2 separate regions of the Arabidopsis thaliana genome follow, and region 1 is linked to region 2. Evidence: chromatin contacts called from public targeted proximity ligation data. All regions are on one chromosome and are shown on one strand. The core of a region is the stretch at or near the end of the contact, and the rest is flanking DNA. Distances in the headings are between cores, read along the strand shown. Region 1 holds the start of AT1G10395. Region 2 holds the start of AT1G10280 (Core-2/I-branching beta-1,6-N-acetylglucosaminyltransferase family protein).

The links.
Region 1: a contact with region 2 is called in a targeted proximity ligation map of shoot, with 11 read pairs. A contact is called at or near these places in 3 of 26 Hi-C or Micro-C datasets (leaf, rosette leaf and shoot), 1 of 2 datasets of targeted methods (shoot) and 1 of 3 other capture datasets (seedling).

Annotation. Positions count from the first base shown.
Region 1 is chr1:3,410,650-3,416,856 of TAIR10.1, reverse strand. It overlaps AT1G10395, which reads right to left and starts at 4,383. Exons shown (of 2, transcript NM_001331901.1): 1 at 4,325-4,383; 2 at 4,115-4,307. The coding sequence starts at 4,383. The coding sequence ends at 4,115. It overlaps AT1G10390 (Nucleoporin autopeptidase), which reads left to right and starts at 3,983. Exons shown (of 13, transcript NM_100914.4): 1 at 3,983-4,364; 2 at 4,754-4,830; 3 at 4,968-5,261; 4 at 5,442-6,089; 5 at 6,205-6,207. The coding sequence starts at 4,812. AT1G10400 (UDP-Glycosyltransferase superfamily protein) reads left to right here and starts at 383. Exons shown (of 2, transcript NM_100915.4): 1 at 383-1,262; 2 at 1,349-2,034. The coding sequence starts at 499. The coding sequence ends at 1,988. It overlaps AT1G10410 (CW14 protein (DUF1336)), which reads left to right. Exons shown (of 9, transcript NM_100916.5): 9 at 1-427. The coding sequence ends at 15.
Region 2 is chr1:3,364,781-3,370,397 of TAIR10.1, reverse strand. It overlaps AT1G10280 (Core-2/I-branching beta-1,6-N-acetylglucosaminyltransferase family protein), which reads left to right and starts at 1,273. Exons shown (of 2, transcript NM_100902.3): 1 at 1,273-2,255; 2 at 2,962-3,905. The coding sequence starts at 1,659. The coding sequence ends at 3,603. GRP23 (glycine-rich protein 23) reads right to left here. Exons shown (of 1, transcript NM_100901.3): 1 at 3,905-5,617. The coding sequence ends at 4,122.

The DNA of each region.
Region 1 (6,207 bases), core at 3,134-5,633, 43 kb before region 2:
CAAGAACTCCTATGACTAACAACATTGTTTTCTCCTCTGTTTTTCCTTGTGAAAAGAAACACAAAATCCAAAAGAGCATCCCGTTAGAACCCCAAGAACACAAAACAAAGGGTGATGATTTACAAGTGAATATATGAAAATTTCGAATCTTTAATCCACAGTATTATCTTATACTTTAAATGTTGGTCTTTATTTTATACTTGTCTCTCTACCTTTGAGGATCCATAGCAATGGAAGTCATAGATGTTAGATCACTGAATTCATTGGTAGAATAAAATCTTATATAATATTGTCACTAGTAATTGCAAGTTGCTATATGTTAATAACTAGGCACAGATCTCATTATACATAGAGAGATAGCATAAGAAAACAGAGAGGAGACCTATGCACAGATCTGAGATCTCAGTGGATGAAGTCTTTGTTTATACATAGAGAGATACAATATAAGAAACAGAGAGAGGCCTATGCACAGTCACAGATCTCTCAATTAAATTCGCAATGGAGTTAGAAAAAGTTCACGTGGTTTTGTTCCCATACTTGTCCAAAGGGCACATGATTCCTATGCTCCAATTAGCTCGTCTCCTCTTATCCCACTCCTTCGCCGGAGACATCTCCGTCACCGTCTTCACCACTCCTTTGAACCGTCCTTTCATCGTTGACTCACTCTCCGGCACCAAAGCGACCATCGTCGACGTACCTTTCCCTGATAACGTCCCGGAGATCCCACCCGGCGTCGAGTGCACTGACAAACTCCCTGCTTTGTCGTCCTCCCTCTTCGTTCCTTTCACAAGAGCCACCAAGTCAATGCAGGCAGACTTTGAGCGAGAGCTCATGTCACTGCCACGTGTCAGTTTCATGGTCTCAGACGGTTTCTTGTGGTGGACGCAAGAGTCAGCTCGAAAGCTAGGGTTTCCTCGGCTTGTTTTCTTTGGTATGAATTGCGCTTCCACCGTTATATGTGACAGTGTTTTTCAAAACCAGCTTCTATCTAATGTTAAGTCCGAGACGGAGCCAGTTTCTGTACCGGAGTTTCCGTGGATTAAGGTTAGGAAATGTGATTTCGTTAAAGATATGTTTGATCCAAAAACCACCACAGATCCTGGATTCAAGCTTATCCTAGATCAAGTCACGTCTATGAATCAAAGCCAAGGTATCATATTCAATACATTTGACGACCTTGAACCCGTGTTTATTGATTTCTACAAGCGTAAACGCAAACTCAAGCTTTGGGCAGTTGGACCGCTTTGTTACGTAAATAACTTGTAAGTTCAGCAATTATGATTCTTTCTATAAATAAGTTTATGAGCTAGTCACTAAGAATATATACGTATCTCTTTGCTTCTGACAGCTTGGATGATGAAGTAGAAGAGAAGGTCAAACCTAGTTGGATGAAATGGCTAGATGAAAAGCGAGACAAGGGATGCAATGTTCTGTATGTGGCTTTCGGGTCACAAGCCGAGATCTCGAGAGAACAACTAGAGGAGATTGCGTTAGGGTTGGAAGAATCGAAGGTGAACTTCTTGTGGGTGGTCAAAGGAAATGAAATAGGAAAAGGGTTTGAAGAGAGAGTGGGAGAAAGAGGAATGATGGTGAGAGATGAATGGGTTGATCAGAGGAAGATATTAGAGCACGAGAGTGTTAGAGGGTTCTTGAGCCATTGTGGGTGGAATTCTCTGACGGAGAGCATTTGCTCGGAGGTTCCAATCTTGGCGTTTCCTTTAGCAGCGGAGCAACCTCTGAATGCGATTTTGGTGGTGGAAGAGCTGAGAGTGGCGGAGAGAGTGGTGGCGGCGAGTGAAGGGGTTGTGAGAAGAGAAGAGATTGCAGAGAAAGTGAAGGAGTTGATGGAGGGAGAGAAAGGGAAAGAGCTGAGGAGGAATGTCGAGGCATATGGTAAGATGGCGAAGAAGGCTTTGGAGGAAGGTATTGGTTCGTCTAGGAAGAATTTAGACAACCTTATCAACGAGTTTTGTAACAATGGAACATGATGATGTATGTTAACACCTATATATTAATACTAGATTTTAACCCGCGGTATATCGCGGGACGATTTATTTTTTAAAGTAATATATATTAAAATTTGCAAATTTTATTATTAATATTTATATTTTACAATTTAAAATTGTTATAAAGTAACGCTATACCATAAATCCATGAGACAATTGTTAAAAAACTGAAGTTTTAACCCCTATTAAAACAGCATATTAATAATATTTTAAAATTTTATAAATATTTATTCAAATACATCTACCATATAACCCAATTCCAAAATAAAACCTGTTCTGTAATTTTTTTACCCGTCCCGTGATTTTTTTTAAAGTAGTAGTTTTTAAAATTGAAGAATTATTTATTATATATAAAAGTTTTGCAAATTGTATCATTCTCTAATACATTTATATTTTATAGTTTAATTTTATATATAGTAACATTATACATACCACATAACATTTTTGGTTTTATATAATCTTTTCTAAATTAGGATGATTTGATATATTTAATATTAGTGGTCTAAAAAATAATAAATTAAAGATTTATTCCGTATTGAAACGGTGGATTAATTATATTTTACTTTTTTATTAATGTTGATTCAAAAACCCGTCCCTCCAAATCCGTCTTGCCAAACAGCCATTTATTTTATTAATATTAATTTTATTTATGATATGACTCTGAATTATAATATAAACATTTTAGCTAATAACATAGGAGTGCACCATATTTATTTAATAGGGGAATGTACCATATGACCTGAATGCACTTTTACCTAAATCTACCAAAAAAGTCTTGTAAAAATATTATAGAGATAAGAAACAATAGTCGGTTTTGATAGTATAAGATTAGCAAATATATTAGTTAGCTTAAATTATTTAAAGAATACAAATTGAAAAGGTATATTACACTTTATTCGAATATAATATCAAAACTTATATAACACAGAGATTATATAATTTTTTAATTGTTAAATACTTTTTTGTGCTAATTTTTATGTGATTAAGATTTAATTGATTTCGTATATAAAATATTAAATTGTTTTACGAACTTATTTGTTTATAATTTGGTAACAGAGAGATATTTGAATATTCAGTATATTTTGCTTTAGTTTAGGAAATCTTTGATGACCCGTCTTTAGATCCAATAAGCCATATAGGTAAGAGATGAATATTGTCTTTAAATGATTCTGGTAACCTTAATGACGTCAATAAAAAATTTTGTTTTTGGTTAAATTTTTCTAATGACATTATCATGTAATTAATTACAAAAATTAAAGTTACATTTAAAATGTACTTCCCAAATAATATAGCAGGATATATTTCAAAGTTGCTATCAGAAACATATATTTGAGCCTGTATTTCGAAACTTGTATAATGTTAAACTAATTTGAGCTTGGATTCGAATCCATGTTTCGAGCTTGGAGTTTTGTGATATGTCGTCAGGTTCAAAAAGTGCACTTATTAATATATATGGGCCTAATACAGGCCCAAAATATGGGTCTATTACAAACCAAAGCATTGTTGTAGTATTGAGACAAAATTAACGTTGGAAACAAAGCATTTTAAACTCTCTATTACAATGGTTGAAAGTAAATAAGCAAAATTTACTGTATTTCCTAAAAGTGAGACCATTTCCATCGGAGTATGTGAATGAGATACTTATCAATTAAATAATAATAAAAAAGAAAATAAATTAGAGAGAAAGAGAAAAAAGTGGATGAACGTTTTTCACAGGAGAAACGATTCTCAGCATTTATTGACAGTTGTCATTTAACCAGTGATTTATTTTCTTCGAACTGAAGCTGTAAATGATGACTAAAACCGCATCCAAAATCGCACCGCAACAGTGCTGTAACAGTATCAAAATCTTTACATATACATATGTATCTATGTATTTTCGTTATTATTTGAACTGCACCATTCGGAAAATATATTGATTGGATTAATTTTTTTTTTTTTGAGATACTTTCTATCACTTTTACCGTGAAGATGCCCTAAATTCAGCAATTAAACACGCAAGCAGGAAGAGAGAAGTCATCATATCATACCAACAAAAAGGGCCAATCGTTCGCTCTTTGCAAGTTGCAACCGTCGCGCTTTCGATTCCGGCGAAATTGCTCCATCTTCTAGTCGCTTTTCAGATCGAGCTCGTCGTTTTCAGGTTCCATTTCTCCTACATCTTCTTGCTCCACATTTGATTCCACGCCGCCTATTCGTTTCTCGGCGATTTCACTCCTGAACCCTAATTTCCTCCACGCAGATAATTTCGACGATCGGAGCTTCCGCTCTTGGTCTCTTGAGAGTCCTTTGATATCATATCTGATTGGTCGAAGAACGTGTGTCCTTGTTCTTCTCTTTTTGACATCGGATTCATAGGTATTTCTTCGAGTTTCATTTCGATTAGTTCCAGCTTTGATTTTATTGCTGGATTTGCTCAAGTTTTATATTCATTTTGCATATTCAATTTCTGAGTTCCCGATGATTTCTAGTTGTGATGTTGCTTAGTTCAATGGTTTTAGAGGTTCGTTAGGTTCCTCATCTCTCTTTCTCTCAGTCATACCTGCTTACAATACACTTTCTAGGTCCTTTGTCTACTACTCTCTGTAGCGCAGGAACCAACTTCTTAAGTTGATGTTGAATTCATAGTATAATTTACGGATGTTTATTGTGTTTGAATTTTTAAAACCAGCTTTTACCGGTATGGTGCTGCTTATGTGCATTTGGTTCTGTTGTTATCTTCTCCTAATCATTGTTCTTTTTTCCAGCTACAGGATAATATAATTTCTTTTGGCTTGGCCATCCGTTGTCAAACTACAGAGGAAGATGTTTGGCTCATCTAATCGTAAGTAATCCTATCTTATTCTTACTTGTTGGTTTCCGAAGCCAAATATTTCGTTATTGTTTTATAGTTTTATGCTATTTATTTCTTTTGTATATACTTCTAAAGAAAATTGACCTTCTGAAACATTGTTCTTATAGCTTTTGGACAGTCATCTGGTACCAGCCCATTTGGGTCTCAATCTTTGTTTGGTCAGACCAGCAATACAAGTAGTAATAATCCCTTTGCTCCAGCTACACCGTTTGGCACGTCTGCTCCTTTTGCTGCACAGTCGGGAAGTTCAATATTCGGAAGCACTTCAACCGGTGTTTTTGGTGCACCTCAAACATCCTCTCCCTTTGCCTCCACCCCAACTTTTGGAGCTTCTTCATCACCAGCATTTGGGAATTCTACTCCGGCCTTTGGAGCATCTCCAGCATCTTCACCTTTTGGTGGTAAGTACCTTTTATGGATTTCATTGCATGGTTTGTTAGTTGCCTCATTGATTTATTGCTTCTCCTGGGTATGAATATATTTTATGTCTTTGGTAGGACAAGGGTTTAAGAATAAGCCCTGTTTAACAGTTTTACATTTGCATTTGGTGATTAAGCTAATTTTATTTGTTTCCTTTTTAGGATCTTCTGGTTTTGGGCAGAAACCTTTGGGATTTTCAACGCCTCAGTCAAATCCTTTTGGAAACTCCACGCAGCAATCCCAACCTGCATTTGGAAACACCTCTTTTGGTTCGTCTACACCTTTTGGTGCCACTAACACGCCTGCCTTTGGCGCTCCAAGCACGCCTTCTTTTGGCGCCACAAGCACACCCTCGTTTGGTGCATCAAGCACGCCTGCCTTTGGTGCCACAAACACGCCTGCCTTCGGTGCCTCAAACTCTCCCTCCTTTGGCGCCACAAACACACCTGCATTTGGCGCGTCACCGACTCCAGCTTTTGGTAGCACTGGCACCACGTTTGGTAACACTGGCTTTGGTTCTGGAGGTGCTTTTGGAGCTTCAAACACCCCTGCTTTTGGTGCATCAGGCACTCCGGCTTTTGGTGCATCAGGCACTCCTGCCTTCGGTGCATCAAGTACTCCTGCCTTTGGGGCATCCAGTACTCCTGCCTTTGGGGCATCCAGTACTCCTGCCTTTGGGGGATCTAGTACTCCTTCTTTTGGTGCGTCAAATACCTCATCCTTTAGTTTTGGCTCGTCTCCAGCTTTTGGCCAGTCTACATCAGCCTTTGGTAGCAGCGCCTTTGGCTCTACACCATCTCCCTTTGGAGGTCAAGGTTCTTCCTTTAGCATTTCCCATTCTGTACAATATTATAACTGCTAATTGGTGTGTTGCTCATTTGAATAAAGGGGTGACGAAATATGTTTGCATGATTTGTTTTGCAGGTG
Region 2 (5,617 bases), core at 24-2,523:
AAAAAAAAAAAAAAACAATGTGATGTGAAATACACATAAAAAAATAAAAAAAAATTATCAGTTCATTTAACAATTTATCATCTATTAGATCCATTCATATAACATTAGATGATGTTGGAATCCCACATTACTAAATCAATGTGAAGGTTCAAATAAAAATGTAATCAAATGTTGTTGTGGATCTCGTTGTTGTTCATATAGTTCTCGCGACATAATTTACCTCAAGGGAAGGCAAACAAAAAATCTATTCACAAGGTGTAACTATTTTCGTAAACTATTATAGTTTTTTTTTGGACAAACAACCCCTACTAAAATCTATTTGGTGTATGTTTTTTGAATAATTGATCCTACCAACCTAATTTTTTTGAACTATATGTGTTTTTTGTTGCCTGAATCTCATCTTCCCTTCTTTAGAACTGTTGTCTATCATCATACCTTCCAACATCTTAGGACTAGTTTGGCAATGTTGACAATTCTTTGTGATGTATGACAAGTATAATTATAAGGAAAAAATAAATAAACATTGGACATAAAAATCAGAAATTTCCAAGCTAACTATATGAAATTTCTAGGCACATTTCTTGGTTCTTTTGATACCATTTCTTTTTCCTTTTGGACATCTGGATATCATATTGTTTGTTTGGGATACTAGTTCTTCCCAAGTTTTTAATCTTAATTAGCTGCTTTGGATCCTTAATAGAAAAATAAACATTTCATATATTCCGGAAATTAGTATAGCCATCGGTTTTAGATTTTCTGGTGATTAAGATATAAGAAGATATTTTTTCAAATATAATAATGAAAAAACAAAATCTACAAATCATTAAAAAGGAAAAAAAAAATCAAAATTAGAATACAATACATTGTCTCAATACTATAACATAACCAAAAGAAGCATCAATAAATTTTACTAATAGTTAATAAGTACAGAAAAAATCGAAAAATTCTAGAAATGTTAAAAGTAATTTTTTTAAAAATAGTAAGGATATAGAAATTAGATAATCAATAAGTTTGACTACTGGATATCTAGAATTATTTCTATAAAAAAAAAAGTGAAATGTCGGACCAAAGAGTTGACGAGCACTAAACCACGTCACAATTAAACGTGGGCCCTCCGGCCCAATAACTTAAAACCAATAGATTATTCCCATCTGGCAAGATCTGCGGACTTTGAACTCGTTATGCTTTTCGACGTGGAGTTTTAAACTCAATTAATCTAATTAAATTAAGCATAACATTCCAATTAATTTTGTTCTTTTATATATATAAGATCAAAATCAACCACACACACACATAGATTTCAACTGGAAGAAACAAAAGACCAGATTTGTTTATGTTTCTTCTTCTTCTTCTTCCTCTCTGCATGAAATTCAGTTTCTGATCTGTTTCAGTCATCGTTTCTCACTTTCCTCGAAGATTTCCACAGATCCAATTTCCATTTATCCACTTACCTTTTTCGATTTCGTTTGATCCTTGGATTTAATTATATGTTACAAATTTAGGAAATTTCTCGAGGAGATTGAATGCAATGGATTTGTGCTTGAAACAATCAGATTCTCTTTGAATCATAAGAATGTTTCCCTGAAACTTTATTTTTGGGGAACAGAGATCATCACTGTGTTGTTGTTTGGGTAGACAAGTTTTGAGTTTCTCGAACAATGGCGAGAGGAGGGAAAGAGGAAGGAGAAAAACACATAGGGTTACTAAAGCTGGCGCAAACGCTGTCGTTTTTGCTAATTTTCATGGCTGGAATCATCATCGGTCTCGCCGCAAGTTCTCACATCGATCGCTACTTCAATTCTTTGCCGAGGATGTTCTCATCAACCACTAACCTCCAATCGATTCCTTTTTCGACTCCTGATTACTCCAATTGCACAATCATCCACCGAGACTGCACAGGTAACGACGACAACGAGAGCGACGACGGAGGAGTCAAGGCGGAGAAACCAAAGGTTCGAGATTGTTGGAGCATTGATGGGTTTGTTCGGCCAGAGAATCTGAGTCATGGAATGACTGATGATGAGTTGTTCTGGAGAGCTTCGATGGTTCCGGTGAAGGAAGAGTATCCGTACGATAGGGTTCCGAAAGTGGCGTTTATGTTTCTGACGAGAGGGCCTTTACCTATGCTTCCGCTTTGGGAGAAGTTTTTTAAAGGCAATGAAAAGTACTTGTCCGTTTATGTTCATACGCCTCCTGGATACGACATGAATGTCTCTCGTGATTCTCCCTTTTACGACCGCCAGATCCCCAGCCAGGTACGTTTTGATGCAGGACAGTGAACTTTTTGTGTCTTGCTTGTGTTCTTCAGTGGATCAGAACAAAACAAATACTTAGTTTCACCAGTGACTTAATCTTGTATACAAGAACAGAGTAATAGATAAGTAGATAAGAAATATAGTCATTCTGGATCATGGAGATCTAGTTCTCTAGAGGAACAACATGTAGATCTAATCGGCATGATGGAATCCAAGTTACACTGGCGCGTGACTATTTGAGATTGTTTATAGGATTTGAACCTTTTAATTGTTTCTTCCACTGTCAGCTACATCTGTTTCAAGGTTGTGTATTAGATGAAGCTTTGTTACTAATTTTGCTATTATGTGATTATTTGGAACATAGCTGGTTTTAGTTTAATGATCGGGAACAGCTTTTATTATAGAGGTGATCTGCTTAGCTGTGATCTGCTTAGCTGTGAACTAGGAAACTATAAAAGACTAATTCATAGACACATTATATAAGCTTCTCTTGTTGATTTTTACACCTTTTATTGTAGTAATCCCTTTAATTTTCTCTGTATGTCACAATGATCCTGGTAATTGCATAACGCTTTGTTTGGTTCTTCAACTTGGTCATCTGATGAATCATGGATGGTCTGTGTCATTGTATGCTAGATCTACTTGATAAAAAAATCTAAAGAATTCTGTCTGGTTCTGATGGGTTTTTTATACTTGAATTTTTTAGAGAGTTGAATGGGGATCCCCACTATTGACAGACGCAGAGAAGCGTCTTCTAGCCAATGCATTGCTGGACTTCTCAAATGAGCGTTTTGTTCTTCTCTCAGAGAGCTGTGTCCCAGTTTACAACTTCTCAACTGTCTACACTTACCTAATAAACTCTGCTTACAGTTTTGTGGACTCTTATGATGAGCCAACACGTTATGGCCGTGGCCGTTATAGCCGCAAGATGCTCCCGGATATCAAACTCCATCACTGGCGCAAAGGGTCTCAGTGGTTTGAAGTAAACCGTAAAATCGCCATCTACATCATCTCAGACTCGAAATACTACTCATTGTTCAAACAATTCTGCAGACCAGCTTGTTACCCAGACGAGCATTACATCCCTACTTTCTTGAACATGTTTCACGGTTCAATGAACGCAAATAGAAGCGTGACATGGGTTGATTGGTCCATAGGCGGTCCCCATCCAGCTACATATGCTGCAGCTAATATCACAGAAGGGTTTCTCCAATCTATAAGGAAAAACGAGACGGATTGTCTTTACAATGAAGAGCCAACTTCGTTATGCTTCCTTTTTGCTCGCAAGTTCTCTCCTTCTGCCTTAGCTCCTCTTATGAATTTGAGCTCTACTGTCCTGGGGTTTTGAGAAAAAACAAACTGATTCATTTCTCCTCTTCTTTCTTCTTTTATAGGGATGAGATGAGATTCTTCTACGAGATATATAATATACATAACATAGGACTCTTTTTCTTTCTTATATAGTTTTATTCTTTTGGTTATAATCTCTTCATTATTTGGGGTTTTATAGAGATGATCGTAATGGTCAAGCCTTTTGTATGTAAGAGTTTTGCTTCTGCCGACCTGCAGAGCTAATCTAGTTGTAGATTTACGAATATATTATTCATTTTGATCACTTTTTGGAAGAAATGGAATTTAATGTTTTGATCGAATTACTGATTTTGAATTCCATTACTCTTTAGAAGCCATTGGCTTCAAAAGAACCATACATACAAGTGAAGAAGCAAGGGCAACGAACGTAGTAGATTATGATGTTGATCCTAAAGAAATAACTACTAGAGTTTGCAAAAAATAGGAACCACAAAGCAAAAGCCAAATTAACTATGAGGAGAATGGTGGTGCAGAAGAAATAGCGAGTTTGTCAAACTAGTTCCTCAACTCCACTACCTTTTTTTCTTGTGTCTCTTGGCACTCATGGGAAGGCCCTGGCTCCTGTTGTTGAGGAAGATGACTGTCCACAGAGTTTGACCACGGTGTCTGATTAGCCACCTCTCCTGGCACGGGATTTAACCACTGTGACTGCTGATGGCTAGCTGTCTGATTAGACCACTGTTGCTGCGCTGTCCACCCTGACTGCTGGCCAGCTGTCTGGTTAGCCCACTGCTGTTGCTGGCCGGTTGTCTGATTTCCCCACCCTTGTTGCTGGCCGGTTGTCTGATTAGCCCATGGTTGCTGCTGGCTAGGAGTCTGATTAGCCCATGATTGCTGATGACCAGTGTTCTGATTAGCCCACGGTTGCTGGTGACCATTATTCTGATTAGCCCATTGTTGCTGCTGGCCAGGCGTTTGATTAGCCCACTGTTGCTGCTGGCCAGGCGTCTGATTAGCCAATTGTTGCTGCTGACCAGGCGTTTGATTAGCCCACTGTTGCTGCTGACCAGGCGTCTGATTAGCCCAAGGTTGCTGCTGGCCAGCTGTCTGATTAGTCCATGATTGCTGATGACCTGAAGGACTTGACCACCCCGATTGCTGAGACCAAGATTGCTGCTGTTGATATCCCGGTGCCTGTCTCGACCATGACGGTGGCTGTTGCCCTGCCGTCTGATTCGACCACGATTGTTGCTGCTGGTTATCAGACGTGTTGGACCAAGAGGGATTCTGGCCATTATTAGCCTTGTAAGCTCCTCCTGCTGTTTGACCTGCAGTTCCATTGGCCCAACCTGAATTGGAATGCACCACTCCTTGGCTCGTCCATGGGGCCCTGTCTCTAGGCTGCTGCGGAGCTGCAGGTGTGGTTCCAAACACTGCGGGTACCCTAGGTGGAGTGTTACCAGACTGCCCAGCGTTTCTAACCGGCCGGGCAACAGAGTTCAAAATTTTCTCAATCTCCTCACGACGTCCTGCCTTCTCAAAAACCTCAATGATGAATTCCCGCAGCACAGTAGTAACCCCAACATTATGTCTAATCATCTCACCAACAATGTCCTTGGCTTGGTCAAGTGCATCACCATCACAAAGACCTCTAACCACCACATCATAAATGGAAGGATCTGGTTTTGGTTCCCTCTCTCCCATCTTAGTCAAAACTTCTGCAGATTCCGTGAGCTTACCATTCTTAATCAGCTCACCAAAGACTCTTGCACCGAAATCAGCAACCACCCGTAGATTCACATCAACCATCCTGTCCAACATCTTGACAGCATCGTCAATTCTCTCTGCCTTGAGATAAGCATCGATCATTGCTCTATGACTTGGAGCATCAGCAGGCAAAGATCTAGATACACCTTCAGCAAAGAACCTTTCAGCTTCTGTTAACATCCCTTGTTCACAGAATCTTGTTACTATGTTACAGTAACCTAAATAATCCATCACAAACGGTTTGGAGGTGACCTTACTTCCGACCTTCTTGAATGTATTAATAG